2 separate regions of the Mus musculus genome follow, and region 1 is linked to region 2. Evidence: chromatin contacts called from public HiChIP or PLAC-seq data. All regions are on one chromosome and are shown on one strand. Each heading gives the region's core, a stretch centred on a gene start, on an enhancer-like site or on the middle of the called end of the contact. The rest is flanking DNA. Distances are from core to core; before and after follow the strand shown.

Region 1 (6,995 bases), core at 197-2,696, 200 kb before region 2:
TGGTGCGGGAAAGGAGGGGCTCACAACTCTCAAACAAAAGCAGGGCCTGGCGGGTGGGGAGGCCTGGGCAGGCTCTGTCTCCCTGCACCTTGTATGCCTTTGAATGCCCGCAGATCTAGGTCCAGGGCTGGCAGCTGTCTGTTATTATCTCAGCAACTCCAAGGGCCCCGGACCAGGGAGTGTGTCCCGAGCAGGTGAACACCATCTGCCTGGCTCTGGTGAGATGTTCCTCTTCGTGCCTGCTGCTGCCCGCCAGCTGTATGGCCCAGAGGAGTCACAGGGAGTCTACGCACCCTCCCAGGACAGTACTTTAACCCTAGTCAAAGGTCCCTCTCCCTTGGTCATCACCTGGCATTTAAAAACACTGGTCACCTCTGAAAGAAAAATTTTAAGGTTTTCTGTCAGGGAGGATGTGCAGAGTGTGGGACATAAGAAAACAAGAGCCCACTGACACACCTTCCCAGAGGCTAATTTTAAGAAGGGTTTTTAATTGATCTATAAAGAAAAAATTCTACCTGCCTTTTAAAAAGCACTCCCTGCATTAGCTAAAACATTCCCAACACACCCTAGCCCATTTCCTCCCTCCCTGGCCCTCCCAGTTTTAATGGGGGTAAGTGGCTCCCTGATGCAATCTACAAGGCCGGGTGGATCCAGACCACAGGGAGGGAAGAAGCCGGGTGGGAAGCAGGTCTGCTGGGTCGGGTTCACAAGGGGTGACTCTGAAGGTCTGCAGTTCTGGCTCTGCCTTTTCACTCCCCTTCCCTCTCCTCCTTCCCTCCACTATTTTATAGGTTCCTGCATTTTTGCTGCTGGGCTACTAAACAACTGTAGGTGGTATCCTACACCACATGACAAGCCAGTGACCCACCCTGCTCTAAGAGGCCGACTTATGGGTCTCACCAAGGAGAAAGGTTTTGGTGGATAGGTAGGATAAGCCTGCCTGCCTGCCCTTGGGTCTGGATTTGAGGATGGGGGTGATGGCACCTACAGGAAGCATCATGTGTCCTCATTCTTGGAAGGAGTATGCAGAAGGGATACACCCCTAGTGCCATTTCTCTGGGGCTCTCAAGCAATAAGAATTCTGCAGCTGGACATACTGCTTCCTGGGGTGAGGAAGGTCAGGCAAAGGCGGTCCCTGAGTAGAGAGCTGGTTGTCCCAGAAGGGGGCAGCAAAGTGAAGGTCTGATCATGGGCAGCCACCAAGCTCCAGAGTCTGAGATAGGACCAGGCTACATGCGACACACGGCAGCTCAAATGCCCACGGAAAGGGCTCTCTTTTCCTGAACAAAAGCCAGAAAGGATGAGCCCAAAATGCCAGAGGCAGCTCCTGAAGAACCCTGGGTGCTGGTGTGCTCTTGGGACTCCCTAACTCGCAGGACCTGTTGTGGAGCTTAGCTTGTAAAGACAGAGGAGCTTGCAAAGAGCTTGTGGAAACAATGGCAGGAAGCCGCTGGCCACACAGGTCCCTAATCAGAAGTGAGTCAGCCAGCCACAGGGCTGAGCCATCCTGGCTTCTATCCTCCATCACCATTGGGAAGAGAGGCAAAGAGAGGCCACTCACTGCACTGAAGGAACAGGCCTTCTGCACCCGGAGCCCACATTGTAGTCAAGTTCTAAGGTCTTCAAGTGGAGGACAAGCTAAATTCCTGTCAGCACACAAGCCGTACCAGTAAGGCAACTTGGTGGGTAAGAACACGTGCTGTGTAAGCATGAAGACACACACAAAAAGCTGGGCATGGCCACCTGTGCCCTACTATAGCACTGGAGAGTACAGACAGGTAGATCCTGAGAGCTTTGTATCTTACCAGCCCAACCAACAACCAACCAACCAACCATACACACAACCAACCAACAACCCAACCATACAAACAAACAAAAACTGTGACAAGAAGGGACAAATTTGCTGGGTGTGGTGGCGCATGCTTTTAATCCCAGCATTCGAGAGGCAGAGGCAGGTGGATTTCTGAGTTCGAGGCCAGCCTGGTCTACAAAGTGAGTTCCAGGACAGCCAGGGCTATACAGAGAAATGAGAAACCCTGTCTCGAAAACCAAAAAAAAAAAAAAAAAAGGAAGGGACAAACTTAAGGTCATGAAATCCCCCAGCCCAGAGCAGGGGCTAAAGGGGCTAACATGGAGCATGTGTCCAGTCCCCCTAGACCCCTGCATAGTGACACATCTCAGTGAGTCCCTCTGTGTGCAAGGAAGCCCCACTGACAACTGATCCTCACAGTGCTAGAAACTTTCGCCAATAAGCTGCTGCCGCCTTTGACTTAGTTCAAACCTCCTAGCCCATGCCAGGGGCTGCTTGTAGCTCCCACCTTGTTGTGGGAGACACAGAGCCTTATAACACTACACCCTGTGGGAGCTATTAGACTGTGAGTCTCCCCTCTGGTGCCAGGTGATGGATCCAACTTCCTGAAAATATGCATCCTCCTTGAATCTACTTCAGAAAGGCAGGCCTAGGTGGGAGGCTAGGGAGGGGCTGGGATGGGAAGGAACATCCTGTCTGCATCAGAGCAGGGAGGTGGCTCTGGAGCCACTCATGTGCACTTCAGCCTTTCCCCCCTCCTCAAGCAGGAAGTGTTCACTGGACGAACAAACATGCATCTGGGGTCACACTAGGGTTAGGGCAGTGGAGCCAACTCTGATTTGTGGAAATGAGCCATCCAAGACAATGGGTCTACAAGCCACAGAAATCAGCTCCAGATGCAGGCCAGAGACAGCGGCCTAGGGACCTGCAGGGTAATCAATCCTGCTGATGGTTTATTCTCCAGAGGAAGATCTGGGGGAGGGGGCTGTACCGCGTGGCTCCAGCACAATGGGAGGCAGCTGGGAGCACAGCCCCAGGACGCTCCTCTAAAGCCTGAGAATCCGGTCGGCTGTTCTGCCTCTGGCCTTCCTATCTTCAGCTAGAACCCGGGAGGGAGCAAGGGACACACCGCACTCAACCGTATGCCTGTGCCCTGGAGTCAATGTCCAAGGCCTCACATGGAAAGTGTAAAGTGTGAGGTCTTAGGCAGCCCTCCCTCTGCAAACATCACCTCTGCCCTGTGTCTGGAGTGGATGCTGCTTAGGTTCAGAGAGCTGGGCTTTCCGAAACTCCAGAGCAGGGAGTGGGAGGGCCTTTACTTTTAGACCTAGGAGGCAACCAAGTGGCTGAGATGGGAGACAGAGGGAACCAAGGCAGACAGGCAACAAGGAACTGAGCTGGAGCCAGTAGCCAGGTCTCCCTGATGAACCCGAGGCTCCTCCTTGCCAGCTCCCAACCTGGACTTAGTCTCCAGGCAGAGAATTACTTGGCAGGGCTGGGAGGGAGGGAGAGTGAAATGAAGTTCTGAGGATCTACTATGGAGCACAAGCATCACGGACAATCAGAAAGGAGGGCGGCGCCCCATTTCACTGAGCTCTCAGGTCCACAAGAAGGCTCTTCTACATCACACACTGTGACGTGCAGAGACATGGCTGTCACCCTGGGCCCTCACCTGACACATGGTTAAGTGCACAGGTACAGGAGTTAACTAGATGAGAAGTTACAGTTGCCAAGACAAGAATACTGAACTTAAATTCCTTTAGGTTCTGCTTTAAAATTACTTTGTCAAAGGGTGTTTCTGAAGTCTGTAGAGCTGGGTCTCACACCAGTATAGAGGAAGCTGCCCCGTCTGGCGTGTAAAGCCCATGCAGTCAAAAGCTACCTATGTACTGGCCAAGAAGGGAATAGGAGCCTAACCTCCCTTAATCAGCAGGAATGGGGGAAGGGAGTTTAAAATCTCAAGAACAAAAGAAAGGCAGAGCTTGTCACTCTGGCCCTGATCATCCATGGCACCCTATCCAACCATCTGTCACGTCATATAGAAATTCCCTGTGTGTGATTCTGTCTGCCTGGAGTGACTGCTGGCTCTTCTCCATCTCCCAGTCCCACTGAGCTTGGTGCCCAAGAGGCCCCACAAATACTCTTGAATAAAATGATGCATCAGGGTTTATACTAGAGCCTTCGGTGCACAAAGCCAGCCCTGGGGTACTCATTTCTTGATAGTCAGGCTCTCTAGGCCACAGCTTACTTCCTTTTGCCATCTCTGAGAGAAAGCGTAGGCAGCCATCTTGATCCAGCACAATGGATCAAGGTCACGTGTGGTCCACCTGGGACTCCCTTCTTACTTCTTGGAATATGGGATAACGGAGAGCTTACTGCACTTCACCTATACCAAGTGCTGTGCAAGCAGGCTAGTGTGTAAGGTAGGTAGTTAGAGCTACAACAGTATCTATGAAGAGCTAAACCACAGTAAAAGTACAGTTAGGGCAAGTCTTTCTGTACTGCCTGTGTCTGTGTAACAAATAAGTCAAGGGCCTTGAAATGAGCCCATCCTTCCTCATCCAGTCACTTCTGGGGATTTACCCCAAGGAAGCCATGGAGAATGAACTGCAAAGGTGTTCACTGCAGTGCTGTGTAGAGTGCAGGATAAGAGGGAAGGGCAGAAAGGACTAGCCAATAAGGAAATGCTTCAATAAAACCTTATGTAGCCATTAAAATATAATTATGAATAGCTGGAAGCACATTTACTCAAAGAAAAGGCACAGCCACAAGTGTAGACCTGGACAGCGTTTGCCAAGGCTGAGGCTATGGCAGGGCAAGAACAGGGAGAAAGTTTGCTTCTACTTCCTGAGCTCTGACCCTGTTTGTACGGGGGACAAATAGCTAGGCCTGTGTCTCCATCTTCCAAACCACCTACCTAGCTCAGACCCCTCCAGGAGGTGAAGAACTAGGAGAGAGGCACAAACCAAGGCAAATGAACATGCATCAGCGAGGGTTACCTGACTGACACCTCCAAGGATGACACTTACTACTGGGAAACTTCTGGGAATATGCCACACACACACACACACACACACACACACTCACTGCACATACATACTCACACCACATTCGAGCACATACACACACAAATGTGTGCACGTAACTGAGAGCCACAATTTCCAACGTACAGAGACACACCATTCATTTCCCTTACAGCAGCCGTGGCCAACTTTCTACCCCAACAAGCCATCTGGGGCTCAAAGGGAAGGTGTCAGATTGATCACCAGGGTAGGATTAATTTTTTTCTCCTTCTTCTTAAATCCCCTTAACTGAGAAAGCAGCTTGAGCCAATTCTGCTTTTCTCACAGACACCAAAACACCAAGCTATAGTCACACCAGTTCATCTTCACACCCCCAAAGTAGGGGTGGGGGTGGGGTGGGGGGCTGGGGAGAGAGAGAGAGCTTTCCAAGCAGCTCTGCCAGTCTGCCATCCAGGGAAGGATGCTCAGCAAGAAGCACATGCGTGCAGACAGAGCAGAACTGCCAAAAGAGGGGCCATCGCAGCCTTCTTGCCAGGCTGGAGGTGGTGACACCTCTCAGGGCACCACGTGCTGCCTGATATACTGCTACTAACAGCACACACAGAATACCCTTCAACTGTACTGATGGAAAGGTGGGGGAGGACAGCACACCAGGCACAGTTGGCCCCATGATTCATTCTGTGAGGAAGTGTTCTTATTCTGTGTAAGAGCCAGGTGAACCCTAAAAACACCACCTCAACTCCTGCAGAGCACTCCCAGCAGGGGAAGGGCCAGGAAGGAAGCAAACAGGCAGCAAGGTGGTACCTTTGTTCCATTCCCTGTGACAACCCAGAGAAGTAAGGGCTGTTTCTGATGTGTTTATAAAAAGATGTGTGTGTGGGAGGGGGGGGGTATGTTCAGGTATGGGGGAAGAGGGTACCTTGGTGGGCCCATGCTGAGGCATCTCTTCCCCAAGGAGTTAACAGAGTAGTAAAAAAAGGGGGGGGAGGAGGCCAGCCATGAGTATGTAGAGGAGGTATGGGGGGTGGGGAGGGAATGGGGAGAGGGCAGAAGCAGGAAGGGGAGAGCAAGTGAGGAGCAAAAGAGTGAGGAGGGGGCGAGCAGCCCCTTCTAGGGTAAGTCAGGCACACCTTAGAATGCTAAGTTTCCTCACCCCAAACTGACAGGTGAAGAAACAGGGCTCCAATAACTGGTTCCATTCTCACTCCCTTCTAAGCGATGAGCCCACCTCTCAGGTCTAGGGTTCATGTCCAGTAGGTCACCCCTGCCTCCCCCCACAGGAGGAAGAGCACTACAACAGCACCCGCTGCTCCCCCTGGGCTCCCTGTCACCTGACGCTAATGGCCACATGGACAAGGAGCATTTGCTTTCATTAGGTGGAGGGGAATGGAGGCCAGGACCAGGTGAATTCCTCTCTTGGATAAAACATGCAAAGATGCAAGATGTAGTACCCACAGGAAAGAGGCTCATGAAGGAAGAGAAAGCTCCTGACACAGCCCACTTGGGGTGCACCCTCAGGCCCACTACCTGTATTACAAGCTCTCCCCAACCCCCAATCTGTTAATGATCAACCCCCCAGGCTGGCGCCAGTTTCCAAGAAGACAATGACTACCTCCAGGAAAATGGCCAGAAGCAGGTTTGGCACCAATTTATTGGGTTGTAAAAAAAAAAAAAAAAAGTAAGAGGAAACCAGCTAACACACGGTATTTTTATTGTTCTTTTGTTGGCCTCTTCTCTTTGAAGGAGGCAGGTGGCCAGGGTGGAATTCTAGGGACCAATGCTGAAGACATTGGTTTCAAACTCTTATCTAGTGGCTCTGAAAGGGATGAACGGGACACAAGAGTGAGCAGTTTATTCTGTTTGAGGAGGCAGGAGGTATTTGCCAGGGAAATGCCCTGGTAGCCAGCTATAAAGAGAAACCTGTACTCAAAGAAGGAACAAGGGTTACATCAGGCAGAAGGAAGCTCCTATGCAAAGACACAGTAATGTACTGAGTAAACTCCAAGGAGACCTTCTGTTCATGCTGGGGAGACAGGGGTGGTTGGGCAAATGCAGACCACAGGACCTTAGAGGCTCCAGGAAAGGGCACAGAGGGCTTCACCCTACAGAAGTGGGGATTTCTCAAGGTGCCAGACATGGTGCAGCAGTCGGACCTCTTTAGA
Region 2 (6,213 bases), core at 368-2,867:
CTGGGAATGTCATTTAGAGCATCCACGTGTGGATTCTTTGTCGTGACAGTTTCAGGAGAGTTAGATTTCTTACCTGGCAGCTAGGTCCCCCAGAGGGACAGTTCCAGGAGGCCTAGGAGATGCAGCAAAACTTCCCATGACCTGGGGTTGCAAGCTTTGGTTGAAATGTCACTGAAGGTGATGCAGACTCAGGGGAGAGGATTAGACTCCTCTTTCTCTTGAGTCTTGAGAGGAGCCACGAGGCTCTAGTACCCTTTAACCTAGAACAGGTGTAGAGCCCTGTGCCTTTCAGATGCCCCCACGGGGCTGGTGATTGTTTTTTGCTGGTTTGTTTTTGCAGGTGTGTAGCCCCCCTTTCAACAGAGGGGTGCGTATCAGAACTGTGGTACATTCAGTGAATGTTTAACAATAGCTGGAAAGTTCTTGGTCCTTATCCTCACTCATTTCCCCCCCATCCCCCCCCCACTCCCCTAACTGGGTACTAACACTTCTTCCTCACTCCAAGCTCCCCCCACCTCCGCCTGCAGTACTGCCGCTAGCTGGACCTCTGAAATCTGCCCTTGGCCAACACTTTGGCCAGGCCCTGCCCAAGTGCCATTTCTCCCAGCTAGCAGCATAGGAGCGCTGAGGACTCTACTTGCCTCTCCTCATCCGAGAGGACACGCAAGCACGCACATCCAAAGTGGAGAGATCTGAAAGGCGGGTCCCGTCTCCCGCCACTTACGGACTCCAGCACTTGAGTCAAATCTGCACTCTGGGGATCTGCCCAGCCTTGGGCCACGTGGACCAGGTTACCCTTCTGACTTCTTCTTCTTTTTTTTTTTTCCCTCCTGACTTCTTACCTACTGCCCTCTGATAGTCACACCAATCCTCTTGGGGCGTTGCATTCTCTCTCCTTAGAACCACACCCCCCTCCCATGTCTTTCCTAATTGCACCCTCTCATTCATTCATACATTAGCCAGCTCCCCGCAGGAACCCTCCCACTCACTACTGCCTCAGATTAGAAAAGGACCTTTTCCCTCCATCATATCCCCTCTCCTATCGTTTTCTTTTCTTTTTGAGACAGGGTCTCATGTAGCCTAGGCTGGCCTTAAACTTGCTTTATAGCTGGGATGGACCCTGAATTTCTGATCCTCCTGTCTCCATCTTCCAAATGTTGGGATAATACCACAACCGTTTCATGCAGTGGTGGGGATCAAACCCAGGGCTTTCTGGATATTAGGCAGGCATGCCACCCACCGGGCCACACCCCTCGATGCTCTGTGTTTTCTTTCCTTCTTTAAATGGCCTTGTCTTGTTTTTACATGTCATGAGAGATGAGATGGTCCCATCACCCTGAAGAAATGAATGGAGTTTTAACAGAGATTAACCTCAGTGATCTGAAGAGTTGTTCTTTCTACCTATCCGCCTTACTTGGAATGCTCCTGGTTTCTGACCAGCCCTCAGAGATCCAGACCAGGCCACCAATAGTCGGTGCCCTCCCTGATCTCCCTCCGGTTATCTGTCCTTTCTGAGGGTCCCACACATTCCTTCTGGTTTCTTGCTCACAGGGTTGGGCCTCAAGCAAAACCCCAGCCTGGGGCTGCCTCCTCCGCACTGAGTCATTCCTTCCTCTCCTCCCCTCCCCCACCGTACTGGGGCTGCAAGGCCTCAGCCACCACAGCGCTATGCTTTGGTTACGGTAGGAGTTGCCACAGTTGAGTTTGTGGATGGATGAAATCATGAGGCTGTTTTCACATAAACAGCTATTAAGGTAGAACCAGCCCAGCCCATAATCAATCTAAACCCAGGGGACAGTGACAGAAGCGCTGGATGCAGGGTCCCCTGCTTGGCTTTTTTGTCAGCCTGCTGATGACCAGGCCCGTCCTCATTCCTGCCATTTGGTGCAGCATGGGGCTCTACGGAACTGGTCCAGGTTCAGTCTCCAGGGGCACCACGGGAAACCCCTCCAGGCTCAATCTCCAGGTTCTCACTGGGCCCTGATGATGTTTGGCCTTGAACAAAAGCAATTTATTGAAGATGGTTTATTCGTGGCCCAGGGGCTCCTCCTGGTGCCCACCTTGTTGCCACCGACCCTTTCAGCTGCTTTCTAGTAATTCCAAGAGTCTGTTTCAACTTCCTGAGGGTCTGGAACCTTTCTAGAACTGAGTAGCATGGCATTCTGGCAGTCATCAAGTGCAGGGTGCCTGCAGAGGACCACAGACTCTGTCCTGCCCAGCCATGATTCTCAGTTTAAGTGAAACCCTAATATAGAAGAGAGCTTTGTGTTCAATTGGCAGTAATGGAAAGAAATGTGAATGTTTTTGTCACAGGTCCCAGCTGCCTTCAAAGCATTTTCTGCACAGGCCACCTGGCCATTTGTTCTCCATAGATGTCACATACCCCTGGGACCCGTGTCTTTCTGAAGTGCCTTAGCTTTTGGACAACACAAAGCACAGCAGTTTGGGGCACTTCCTGTGGGTCAGGTCCCGGTCTAAGCACTCAGACTCCTTTCTGTGACGCTCATGTTCCCATTTTATAGTTGTGAAGACTGAGGTCCAGAGTAGCTTAAGTTATGCTCGGTTCTCCAGCAAACCAGAGGCAGGGCCACATCCAGAGTACCAAGAACCTGTGGGGCTTGGTCACAGATCTCTTGCCAATCACCGCAAACTTTGTCTTTCTTCTCTTTCTACCTTTCTTGGCTTTTTCAGCAAGCTTTTCTCTTGGCTCAGGTCCCTTTCACACAGTGGAGGGAGTATGTTGGTGCTGTGAGGCCAGGTCAGGTCAGGGCTATTTTATAGTCCATCAACTCCCCTGAGCTGAAGGCTCGGAGAAGAACCTGGGGTATAAGAAGTGAGCCCCTGCAGGGCTGCCTGGGCTGCAGTGCCCGGTCCAGCCTCTGCCATGGGTTGCCTGATCCTGATCAGCATCTTCTACCTGCAGAGAGGACACTTCGGCCTCTTCCAGGGCATGACCAAGTGACAAGTGACAAGATGTATCCAGTTGGTAAATCATGAGTCCTGCTTCCACCATTCTGCAAGCCTTCTTAGGAATGGCTTTTTAAACACAGAGAAGAACTAAGCTGGTTTGAGCTAAAGGAGGCTGGTGGGGTGGGGGTGGAGAGGACAGAGTGGCAGGAGGGTTTGAGGATCCCCGAGGGGTGGGAGAAGGGGCCCCACTTGCTGGGGGGAAGCCTGGACACCATCCTTCAGCAGGGTAGAGGCTAGAGGGCCTAGAGAGCAGCTGGAGGGGGCCCAGCCAGGCTGCCAGCTTCCTGGGGCAGGAAGTCTTAGCTGCCCAGAGTCTCAAAAGCTGTGAGCAGCTCAGGCCCAGGAATGTGTGGTGTGGAGTGTGGATCAGGAGCGGCCCCTTTCCTGTCCCCCGCCCCCCCCCCCCCCCCAGTGCATGTGCTTTTCTACTTGTTTTGTTCCCTCCCAGCCCATTTCTTTCTCCCTCTGACATTTCTTTTCTGTTCTCCTTCCCTCCTCCCTGTGTCTTGTCTTTTCTCTAATTGTTTTGTTTCCCCTTCTCTCTCTGTAGCTGATTTCTCTCTCTTTTTTTTTCCTCCCCCTTTCCGCTTGTTCTTGTTTCCTCTCCAGAAGGAATAGTGCTATCTATGGCTGCTGTGCCCAGCTCCAGGGTAAATGAGGTGGCTTGTAGGATAGCAGGGCCTGGGCCCACTGCCTGGCTTCTTGTTGCCATGGTAACCCAGAGGCAGGGACAGGCTGCATTCTTAGCCATGTGGTGGGGAGGGTGTGAAGGGTTCTGATGGGGAGAAGCCAGGTCTTTCCTTCACAGCCCCCTGAGTGGCAGCCCCGACCTCAGTGTGAGGGCTCAGCATGGAGGGATCAATGCATGTCACTGGGGGTTTGGGGCTGGGTGTGGCACATGGAGGGTAAGATCACACTGGGGCTAGACGGCTTGTGATCAAAACATTCTAGTTGCCCTCTAGGCCTTCTGGTGACTGGGGGGGGGGGTAAAGGTTGGGGGGTTTGGGGGGTGGGCAGTGGCAAACAGTCTAATGCAGTAGGCCAGGCCGGCAGTGAGGCATAGAGGCAGAGGGTGGGAGATGAAGGACTGGATAGGAGAAGGGTTTGCAGAAGGGAGTGGACCCTCTGATTTGTGGGCAAGAAAGCGCATGGTAGCCAGCTGCTGCTGGAGGGTGTGGTGATCTCAATACTGTTCCCGAGCAGTCTGTCTAGATAGACAAAGGCCTTTCCAGCATTTTCGTCCTTGGGGGTGGACCAGCGTGTTTCAGACGGTTTTGATCCAGGTCCTGATACCATTGCTCTCCCTGCAAGAGGGCTTAAAGGGACATGAGGAGGAGTCTCAGGAAACCAGAATAGAGATGTGGGTGCTGGCTTGGCCTACCTGTGGTGGGATCAAATGCCCAGAGACATAAATGACTATCCTGTCTGCTAGACGAGCGGTAGTACTTCAAAACGGTCGAGCAGCCTTGGATTCTGAGCTACACAAGTGTGGACCTAGGTCTCAGTTCTGTCCTTATCAGATGGGTGATCCTATGTGTGTATGTGTAAGCTGTTTACTCTTCTTGAGCCTCTGCTTCCCCATCTGTAAAATGGGAATGGGACACCCAGCTATTAGGGCGGTGTGAAGATTAAAGAAGTAAACGCAGCTGGCATGGTGGGCGGGGTCTGCAACACTGGCATGTGGAGAGCACTTACCAGCCTGGGCTATATGGTAAGTTTGAGGTCAGCCTGGGGTCAGAATGAGATTCCCATCTCAAAAAAACAACCCAAATGTCTTCAAAGGAGGGTAGTTATTCTCAACTTACGTTCCCATTTACCTCTTTCAGCTCCATGAACTGAGGTCTGAGCTCTGAGAAGGTGAAATACTTGCTCACATTGTACAGGTTGTTAAGTTCAGGTACATGGTGGGTATAATGTCCAAGCAATACAGAGAAGTCAGAGCGGGCATGCTGTCAGGGGAAAGCTGCATCCTGGTCACATGACCCCTGTGCCCCTGGGTGTGACAGCATTTCCCATATTACTTCTTGCCTTGTCTGTCTTTCGTCTGGACCCTGACTCTGGGATGGCAGCCGGCTTAGACGCACTTACTTGGTAGGCTGACCCAGTCTGGTGGACTGCCCTTGCTCAGACGGAGGTCAGAGCCACTGTGATTGGCAAAGTCCTTTGGCTACGTCCTCTCATTTACACCTCAGGTCAGCCATGCTAAGTCTTTAGAGTCTCACTTTACAAACAAGGAAACTGGATTATTGGGTTGCCAGGTGGCGGTTGAACAAAAGAATATCTAAGTGGACAGAAGGGAAGAGAGCTGCTTGGGGCCCTCAGAGATAGATTGGACTAGACTCAAAAGCCATCTACAGACTCCAGAACCTCTCTTCTCCACATTCCTGTTTCCCCAAGCAGAAGATGAGCTGCTGGGCTCCGTGCTAGCTAACCAGCTACTCCTTGCCCTCCAGCCTCTTCCACCATGGCATCTCACTGGTTTCAGAAATGTGTTAATCCTCAAAACACCTTGGATGGAGATGGAGGCAGGTATGTCTAAATTTGCCGTAACGTGTCCCAGGAGACTTCAGGTCGGTGGGCTACAGCAGAGGGTGTGCTTCTGTCTTCAGACAGGTTACTTGATGTAGTTTTAGCTTTGGGGTTGGTGAAAGAGTGAAGGATATCGTTCTGCTAGGTTAGTTGCGTATCCCAGGAGGTTTCCTGGTAGTCATGAGGATGTTGGGTCACATATGGAAATGATTGTGAATGGCTTTGGGAAAGGCTCTGGACATACTGTAATCCCAGCACTGAGACAGGAGGAGGGTCATGAGTGTGAGGCCAGCCTGAGCTACAAAGAGAGACTTTGTCTCAATACCTAAGAGACAAATACAGGTTTGTTCCATCTCTCCACAGTCACAGTGTTCAAGTCAGCCGACAGTCCAGCCACATTCAGGACCTTCCGTATAGATGTGGCGTCTTTGAGAAGTTCAGTTCAGAGGAAATAACCCTGTAATGATTTGCCCCAAAACTCCTGGCTTTGCTCACTCATTTAAGATCTGGGACAGAGACTTTCTTTGCTTCTGTTTCACCACTGATACCTTCCCAATGGACGTAATTAATTTCTAAGCCCTTCTCGGCATCAAGATGCTAGAACAAAGGCTGCAGGTCGCCAAGCAGGAGGCATGGCCTCCGTCCCGCCTCTCTGACACAGAGCTGAGCTCCCTGGAACCCATGTTGGACCTCTCTTTTTGTCTATGGGTCAGG

What was found. HiChIP or PLAC-seq counts read pairs in DNA pulled down with a chosen protein or histone mark.
Region 1: a CTCF HiChIP or PLAC-seq map of CD8 T cells shows a contact between it and region 2, with 7 read pairs. The contact joins two enhancer-like sites. A contact is called at or near these places in 1 of 39 promoter capture datasets (pre-B cells), 2 of 15 datasets of contacts at CTCF or cohesin (CD8 T cells and the NIH/3T3 cell line), 7 of 484 Hi-C or Micro-C datasets (CD8 T cells, the N1E-115 cell line, cardiomyocytes and 4 more), 10 of 115 datasets of contacts at active chromatin or transcription factors (the HPC-7 cell line, bone marrow-derived macrophages, embryonic stem cells and 5 more) and 2 of 9 other capture datasets (adipose tissue and embryonic stem cells).

Annotation. Positions count from the first base shown.
Region 1 is chr4:106,982,337-106,989,331 of GRCm38.p6, reverse strand. All of the region lies in intron 4 of Ssbp3 (single-stranded DNA binding protein 3), which reads right to left. Among named protein-coding and RNA genes, the nearest start is that of Gm12786, 41 kb to the left of the region's middle. Within about 2 kb of position 1,446, at least 164 of the 459 cell types and tissues checked have an H3K27ac peak or open chromatin away from gene starts, as enhancers often do. A contact at or near this core is called in CD8 T cells, the HPC-7 cell line, bone marrow-derived macrophages and 4 more, where this site is marked.
Region 2 is chr4:106,783,400-106,789,612 of GRCm38.p6, reverse strand. All of the region lies in intron 1 of Acot11 (acyl-CoA thioesterase 11), which reads left to right. Among named protein-coding and RNA genes, the nearest start is that of Acot11, 13 kb to the left of the region's middle. Within about 2 kb of position 1,617, at least 176 of the 459 cell types and tissues checked have an H3K27ac peak or open chromatin away from gene starts, as enhancers often do. A contact at or near this core is called in CD8 T cells, the HPC-7 cell line, bone marrow-derived macrophages and 4 more, where this site is marked.